3 separate regions of the Mus musculus genome follow, and all the other regions are linked to region 3. Evidence: chromatin contacts called from public Hi-C and Micro-C data. All regions are on one chromosome and are shown on one strand. The core of a region is the stretch at or near the end of the contact, and the rest is flanking DNA. Distances in the headings are between cores, read along the strand shown. Region 1 overlaps Baiap2l1 (BAI1-associated protein 2-like 1). Region 2 overlaps Lmtk2 (lemur tyrosine kinase 2). Region 3 holds the start of Tecpr1 (tectonin beta-propeller repeat containing 1).

Region 1 (2,700 bases), core at 50-2,549, 91 kb before region 3:
AGGATCCCAAGGTCAGCCTGGGCCATAGAGTGAGGCTCTGTCTCCAAAAAACAGGGAAAGACTGGGGCTGGTAAGATGTCTTAGCAGTGAATGTACTTGCTGCTGGCTGGCAACCTGGGTTCAATTCCAGAGACATGTTTGGGAGAAGGAGAGAACTGACTCCTTAAAAGTTGTTCTCTGACCTTCACATGTGTCCTATGGTCTGCACACACATTGTATTCATGTATTAGAAAACTTTTAAATGAAGGACTTCGGGGGCTGGCGAGATGGCTCAGTGGTTAAAGCACCAACTGCTCTTTCGAAGGTCCTGAGTTCAAGTCCCAGCAACCACATGGTGGCTCACAACCATCCGTAACAAAATCTGATGCCCTCTTCTGGAGTATCTGAGGACAGCTACAGTGAACTTACATATAATTAATAAATAAATAAATAATGAAGGACTTCGGTACAGCTTAGGGGTATACTACTTGGCTAGCACGCAGAGCTCTGAGTTGCATCCCTAGCACAGAGACTACAGTATAACTGCAGTAAGAGCATGAATCATTTCGGATGCTTCATTAAGTGTGTCTTTTGAATCTGTAGGTGAAGATGGAGTGGGGTTTTAGCCGTAGTTTCCGTTTAGGCACTCTCGCCTGGCATCTGTTCATCTGCTGCTATGTGGATAAGCTAGTGTGCTTTTGCTTAAGCGTAACAAAATGCCCAGCTTACGGTGACTGAAGCAATAGGCATGTTCATTGTTCCATGCGAGGCCTGCTGAGTCAGGCCTCAGCAAGGATTCAGACTCCATCTCTTTCTTCTTGTCTTCTACACATCTCATGTCACCAAGATAACCGCCGGTCTGATGATCTCCAAATACAGGAAGTGAACTGTCTTCCCAGGAGTGTCCTGTTAGAAAGGAACCCGAGCCCAGAAGCTCCAGCACACATACATCCCTCTATGCTTCATAACCCAGGTTAGGTCACACTTGACCATGTCTGGCTGCCAGAAAAGATTCCTTGGTGTGGCCAGCCAAGGACCGCAGAGGAGAAGGCGCAGCTGTTAGGACACAGCCCTGGTATCTGGCATCTCTGGCATTAATGATCTGGTTTCAGAGGTTGTAGGTGAAGGGCGGGACATTACACAAATGTTCCCTGCAGACATTTGTGGTGCTTCTGCATTTTGCATGTGTCTGCTTGGAGTGGCTATCCCGCCCCACCCCACCCTATGGGCTGGTATGCATTTGCCCAGCATTTGTATACATTACACCTTGTCCCCTGTTCCTGTAGGCCGATTGCACTTCTTTTTCCAGAACACCACAGCTGTCCTTCCCCGTCCAGTCCTCTTTAGAGGCAAGAATCCAAGCATAAAGGAAGCAGCACTGGGGACTCTCCGTTCCTTCTGCCCATGAGTTTTATTGCTCACCTTTGAGATCTCGTGACCATGGACTCCAGGGCATTTCCTGGGTCTGGTCTGCTCTGCTCTGCTCTGCTCAGCCGCTGCTTTCCTGTGTGAGTCCTGCAGCCTTGTGATTGAAAATTAAGGGACTGGTGGAGAAAAATTACAAACCTTCTGAAGGCTGCGACTGTGTGTAGCACCTACTCTCACCATGTACCTGTACGGTCTCTAGCATGAGTGCTGGTAGACACTGCCCACTTTTCCCAACAAGCAATCTAAGACTGTCTCACCCACTCCGTAGAGTAACCCATCCTAAATGCTTGCTGTTAACTGGGTGCCCAGCATTTCACGCACAGTTACCAAGGAGTTCTCACTGTAGGCCTGAGTGGTGGGCATAGGTGCAAGGCCTAGAGGCAAGGTGACTTGTCTCAGATCACTCACTCAGTTGATAGTCTGACTTTAGAATCTGAGTTCTTGCACTGTCACTGAGGCAAGGGGGGAGGAAGAGCCTGCCGAGGGGCCTTTCCAGCCAAGCCTGTGGTCCCAGCACTCAGAGCCTCAGTTCAAGGTTAGCCTGAGCAACATAGCCACACCTTAACTGAAAAGGGAAAGAAGGGGCTGGCAAGATGCACTTACCTCAAGCCTGAGGACCTGAGTTTGCTCCCAGGAAGCCACATGGTGGGAAGAGAGAGCCAGTTCCTGGGCACCGTCTTCTGACCACCACATGCACACACACCATGGAAAGCACTGCCCACAGCCCAGCCTCCCAAAGTTTTATGTCATTTTAACATTTAAAAAAGGGAGAGAACGTTACTAAGTTGATAATAGTGGTCCAGCAGGCCTGGCCAGTATATTTAGTGGTGGTCAGTTCCCCTTGAAATTGATGGTTTCCCTCAAATGTGTCTGTTAACAGCAGGAATCAAGAAATTAGTGATTTGGAAATAACAAACAAATCACACAGACACACGTACATGCACAGTGTCTTTTATTGTCCACCCAAATTTGGGTCTCCTTAAACCCTCCCTGAGAATGTATGGGGAAAGCTTCCCTGTCACCCGAGGTCCTCACTCATTCCATTCATTCCTGGGCAGAGTTTTCTGAGTGATCTGTGGGTGTTCCCTTAGGGCTGCTGGGCCTAAGAACAAACAGTAATTACCTCCTTTGCAGAAGGAAGTGATAACCCCCCTCCATGGCGGCCACAAAGAGTCATTCTCCCTGGACAAGGACTTTGTAGCCAAACAAGACAAAGCAAGACTTGAGGAACCTAAGATCCCTATGTAGGTGGACAGGTGGACCTGCCTTCGTTCCATCCAGCTCTAGCCCAGG
Region 2 (2,700 bases), core at 61-2,560, 65 kb after region 3:
TGCACAATTCTCTTTAGCTGAGTATGGCAGTGTACACCGTTAATAATCCTAGCCCTTGGGAGGCAAAGGTGGATGATCTCAGTGAGTTCTAGGCCACTCAGGGTTCACACAGTAAGACCTGGTCTTAAAAAAGAGAAGGAAGGAAGGAAGTAGTAAAAAAAAGAAAACAAAACCCAAACCAGGTGTGTACAGAAAAGTCTCCTGCCCTTACCTCCTGGGTCTGTGCTCCTGCTGGCTATCAGACGGCTACTTAGCCAGTTTGAGTACAAACACCACTCATTCAGTGACCTGACAGTACCTGCTGCTCAGGAGACCTTGAAAGCAGAGGACAGGGACACTAGGCTTTGTTTGGGTCACCTGTGGAATGGTAACAGCAACATGTGCTGTTCACATGGCCTTTAAGAACACACTGTGTGTATGACCTCTGAGATGAAGGCTGCCTGAGACCCTGCGATAAGGCTCTCTTTAAACATTATGTAAAAACAAATTTTAACTAGACCAGTTTCTAACATAAGAACAACTTTGGGTTAGACAGGTGGACTGGTCTATTTCAACCAAGTCCTCTGAGTCAACCAACATTCTAAACCTCAATTTAAACTAAAGCCACATGGAGGCCACCTACACAGGAAGAATTTAAACAACAGTGCCCACAAGAGCCTTCACATCAAACAGCATGTGTGTGTGTGTGTGTGTGTGTGTGCATGCGTGAGGAGTGTGTATGGACATCTGAGTATGCAGGTATGCACATGTGCATGTGGAGGCCAGAGGATAACCTCGGGTGTGGCTCCTCAGTCTTACAATGCCACTCCCCCAGCCATCGGTACTCGCTGTCCCTGAGGAAGCTGGGTGAGCTAGGCATTCAGCACTCATTCATCTGTCTATCCAGCACTGCGATTACAAGCTTACAATGCCACACTGGGTTTCTATAAAACATAAAAACATGGGTTCGGGCTGCAGAAGACTTGGCGGCTCTTCGCAGCATCCACATGGCAGCCCACAACTGCCTGGAACTCTAGTTCCAGAGGATCCAATGCCCTCTCAGGTCTCTGAGGCCAGTGTGTGAGTCTGGCCTTACATACACACAGGCAAACACTCATATACATAAAAAACCAAGATAGATATATATTTTGGACAATAAATTAAATAAATAAAAAACAAGGGGTCAAACTCTGGCCCTGTAAGTTCTTTACCAGCTAAGCTATCACACAGCCAGCCCGAAGCAGTCACTTTAAAAAGCATGTAACAGCTGCCAATGGTTCCAAGGTTCTGTGCCTTGGGCTTTGTGCTTGGATCTCGTCCAGGCCATGTGATCTGTCTTTGTTTGTTTTCCAGACGCTGAGGCCTTGCCTTGAGGAAGCAGGAGGAAAGCACTACTGGTCAGGGCAGCTCTGTCATCTTTAAGCACACAGTGGTGAACAGCCCTTACACACACTTCCCAGGGGCCTCTGACAACTTCATGTTGTGATTTTGATCAGAGACGTAAGTGTCTGTGTGTGTGTGTGTGTGTGTGTGTGTGTGTGTGTGTGTGCCTGTGTGTGTGTGTGTGTGTGTGTGTACAACCTTTAATGTTCCTCATGTGCTGGCCACCTTGTATTTTGAGACAAGGCTGGCTGGCCAGTCAGACCAGTGAAATCCATTTCCAGCCCTGAGATTACAAATATCTTACTATTTTCAGGTTTTGTTTTTAGTGTAGGCTCTGGGGATTGAACTCAGGCCCTTAAGTTTGTAAGCAAGCACTATCCTAGCCCTCCTTAAGCAAAAAAAGGTGTGTGTGTGTGTGTGTGTGTGTGTGTGTGTGTGTGTGTGTGTCTGCAGAGGCTAGGGGAGGAAGTGAGATTCCCTAGTGCTGGAGTCACGCACAGGAGTGAGCTGCCTGAGGTGTGTGCTGCGAACTGAATTTGGGTCCTCTGCAGGAGCAGTGTGAACCTGCGCCACCTCTCCAGCCCAAGACTTGTTTTTGAACTTATAAACGTCACAGACATCTCTTCGAGACAGGTATGCCTTTTCAGATCTTTAGGTTATTAAGAGATAGCTGAGCTGTTTAAAGTCAGCCAAAGAGCACTTGCTACATAAGCATGAGGGATGGATTATGGTCTTACACCCGGTGTCCTGCTCATGCCTGCAACCCCACCTGAGGTGAGGCAGAGACAACATCACAGGGGATCGCTGACTTCCAGCTTAACTGAGAAAGTGGCAGGTAGGAAGAGTGCCTGCATCAAAGGCAATTCTCACTGAAGACAGAGAGTGAGAAAGAAAGATATCTGACTCCCTCTTCTGGAATGGTGTTCTTGACTCTATTCCAAAATAATTCTATTTTGAAAATTTGGAACTTGAAAGCCTGAAGCAGGAAGCTTTTTCTAATTCATGGAGCAGACTACAAAGTAAACTGTGCAACCCCCAGGGGCGGCCCTGATCACATACACACACAGCCCCAAACTGCCTGAACTCCAGCGTGCAAAGCAGAGGAGGCCCTTCAGACCTGACACTCTTAAGCCAACTTGCTAGCTGGCCAGAAACCAAGGCCACCTACAGAAAGAAAAAAGACTGTTGCTTCCAGCACCTCTTCCTCGGGGCTGTGACGGGGAGCACCTGACAGGACCCCAGCCTAAAGCTTACGGAGTAGAAGCTCAGAGCCAGAGGTCAGGAGAGAGCCAGCGACATTCCCTCCCTACCCTGAGGCTTGTGCACTTCCTACACCGC
Region 3 (2,700 bases), core at 92-2,591:
GGTAAAGACACTCACCTGAAAACCTGAACTCAATTGAATATGGATTCTCGCTTCACAATAGAACTAGACAACCAATTCCAATAAGTTGTCCTCTGACCAAAGACAGAGAGACAGACACACATACACTAAATAAATGTTGTAAGGAGAGAAAAAAAAAAGACCCCCTAAAACTAACGAGGGGCTGGAGAGATGGCTCAGACATTAAGAACACCTGCTCTGCAGTGAGGACCAGAATCAGATCCAGCGTCCTCTTAACACACCAGGTGTCCCTGCAAATGACTTAACCTTAACCCCAAGGTGAGCAGAAACCAGGGGGTGTCAGGGGGTTGCTGGATTCCAGCCTAATGAAGACAGTAGGCAACCTTGCCTCAGAACAGGCAGAATAGCAGCAGAGAGCACCCGGTGGATGCCCTCTTCAGGCCTGTGTGGGTTATATACAGGTACACACACCCCTACACACAACACATACATCTGCTTATACTCTCACACATAAACAAATCAAAATCTAAAACACACTAATTAAAAAAAATAATACAGAATTTACCGGTGAGGTGGCTCAGTAGGTAAAGGCTGAGAAGCCTGAAGTACTGAGTTCGAACCCTGGGACCCACACGGTGGTAGGAAAAAAACCAACTTTAGAAAGCTGTCCTCTGATCTCTGCACCTAGCGCATTGCGCACGTGCACACAGGAACACACATACAAATAAATATTTTTTTAAAAACTAAAAAGTTAATAAGAGGCTAGAGAGATGGCTCAGCAGTTAAGAGCACTAACCCGGGGACCCGGTGTCAATACCCAGCATCCACATGGGAGCTCACAACTGTGACTCCAGTACCAGGGGATCTGACAACGTCACACGGACATGAATGCAGGCAAAAGAAGGCAAACTGCACAAGGCACATAAGAATAAATAAATCTTTAAACAAGAAATGAAGAATTAGAAATGACGACTATCCTTTCTTATGAAGGCTGGAAAACAGACTCCTGTGTCAACTAAAGAAATCCAACCCTGAAAAAACCTGACTCCGCTTCGGGAGCGGTGCAGGCCGGTGTAGACGAGAAGTGCTTCAGGCAAGAAGGAGGGACGTGCCGGAGAAGGTTGGAGCGCAGGAAGCAGGCATGTGAGGACGCGCTGGGACCCGCGGAGTCCTGAGAGGGGACGTAGCAACCCGCTCCTTTCCTCCCGACTAGCACAGAGCGCCGCTGGCTAGCGGGACCCGGCGCGACCTCGAGAGTGCGCACGCGCGCCACCCCGAGCCGGAGAAATTGCGGCTGAGCGCAGCAGCCAATCGTGAGCTTCCAGGCAGTTGCGTCACTCCGAATCTGGCCGATCAACGCTGAGTTGATTATTGCTTCCGGCCCGCCCTCTAGCCTGAGGCCGGGGGAGGGCCGGACTGTAGCTAAAACCGAGGAGTACAGAAGCCTCCGCTGGGAACCCGCCCCACCGGGCGTGGGCACAGGTAAGTGCGGCGCGATGTCCCCGTAACATCGGTGACAAGGGCCGTGGAGACTCCGATCGATGTTATTTGGGTGGCACAGAGCAGAGGTGCTCCCAGTTTTCCGATCCCTCTCCTCCATTGGCTGCGTTAACTGGGACGATCGAGGGAGGGAGAGGGGACTGTACTTGTGTTCTCTGCTGCACACCTACAGGGCACCACCCCTACCCCTGCTTTGGAACCCCTAAATGTCTGCTCGTGAACCCGCTTCATAGCATGACCCCCATTGCAGCCTTTGCAGCCTTAGGACTGCAGAGATTTGAAGACGCCGATCGCCGAGCCTGCATGATTTTAGAGAAATGGAACATCCAGGAGCCTGTCTGTAGCCTTTCTTCTCCCTTGACGTTGGGAGCAAATCTGCTTGCTTTAGGATTAGTGTAGGCAGATGGTCACAGCCCTACAGCTCCGACATATGCTCCTGGTGACAGTGCAGGGGACCCACCTGTCGCCCAAGTGCAGGAACTGGGATCAAAGCCAGGTCGCTTCCTGCCGGCTGGGGCTGGGCCCGACTCTATTTACTCTCCAGGAAGGGCCCCCACTCCCATACAAGCTCTGATATTTCCTGTCTTCTTTTTTAACCCTAACATCACCTTGGAGTGGTCCCTGCGCTTGGCAGCCAGGAAACAACTTTAATAGCCAGTGCACATCAGACAGGAGTGAGGGTGTAATAGAAAAACCAGAAGAAGTCTTGCAGCCTGAAGACAGATTCCGCAGAAGTAAACGTTTTGTGGCTTCTGTGTGCTGTGTTGTGGCCTCAAGAGCATCTACTGCCCACTGCTTGCTCTGCTTTTTGTTTGTTTGTTTGTTTGTTTGTTTGTTTTTATGTATATGAGTACACTGTAGCTGTACAGATGGTTGTGAGCCACCATGTGGTTGCTGGGATTTTGAATTCAGGACCTTCGGAAGAGCAGTCAGTGCTCTTAACCACTGAGCCATTTCTCCAGCCCTGTTTTCTTGTTGTTGCTGTTGTTTTTGTTTTTAATTTCTTTGTGTGTGCAGATGCACAAGCGGCTGTGGAAGTCAGAGGTCAACCTGCACCATCCACTTTGTTTTTTTAAAGCTGGGATTTCTCACTAGCCCGGGGCCCACTAATTAGGCTAGGCTAACCAACCAGGAAACCCCAGGGATCCATCCACCTCTTCAGCTCTAGGGTTATAAGCAAGTGCCATTGTGGCTCACTTACAAGTATTTTTACAGTTTAGT

Evidence for each region. A called contact is a pair of places that touch in the nucleus more often than the background predicts.
Region 1: a contact with region 3 is called in a Micro-C map of muscle stem cells, with 7 times the contacts expected there. The contact joins the enhancer-like site here to the promoter of Tecpr1 in region 3. A contact is called at or near these places in 1 of 484 Hi-C or Micro-C datasets (muscle stem cells), 4 of 115 datasets of contacts at active chromatin or transcription factors (the SCID.adh cell line, bone marrow-derived macrophages, embryonic stem cells and 1 more) and 2 of 9 other capture datasets (adipose tissue and liver).
Region 2: a Hi-C map of liver shows a contact between it and region 3, with 2.5 times the contacts expected there. The contact joins the enhancer-like site here to the promoter of Tecpr1 in region 3. A contact is called at or near these places in 2 of 39 promoter capture datasets (pre-B cells and stem cell-derived epiblast-like cells), 2 of 15 datasets of contacts at CTCF or cohesin (large pre-B cells and pro-B cells), 6 of 484 Hi-C or Micro-C datasets (the HPC-7 cell line, female germline stem cell-derived STRA8 germ cells, liver and 3 more), 6 of 115 datasets of contacts at active chromatin or transcription factors (the 230-238 cell line, the SCID.adh cell line, effector CD8 T cells and 2 more) and 1 of 9 other capture datasets (pancreatic islet).

Annotation. Positions count from the first base shown.
Region 1 is chr5:144,313,635-144,316,334 of GRCm38.p6, reverse strand. All of the region lies in intron 3 of Baiap2l1 (BAI1-associated protein 2-like 1), which reads left to right. Among named protein-coding and RNA genes, the nearest start is that of Gm15708, 38 kb to the right of the region's middle. Within about 2 kb of position 1,299, at least 37 of the 459 cell types and tissues checked have an H3K27ac peak or open chromatin away from gene starts, as enhancers often do. A contact at or near this core is called in muscle stem cells and pancreatic cancer cells, where this site is marked.
Region 2 is chr5:144,157,446-144,160,145 of GRCm38.p6, reverse strand. All of the region lies in intron 7 of Lmtk2 (lemur tyrosine kinase 2), which reads right to left. Among named protein-coding and RNA genes, the nearest start is that of Bhlha15, 31 kb to the left of the region's middle. Within about 2 kb of position 1,310, at least 113 of the 459 cell types and tissues checked have an H3K27ac peak or open chromatin away from gene starts, as enhancers often do. A contact at or near this core is called in liver, pancreatic cancer cells, pancreatic islet and 2 more, where this site is marked.
Region 3 is chr5:144,222,256-144,224,955 of GRCm38.p6, reverse strand. It overlaps Tecpr1 (tectonin beta-propeller repeat containing 1), which reads left to right and starts at 1,341. Exons shown (of 25, transcript NM_027410.2): 1 at 1,341-1,461.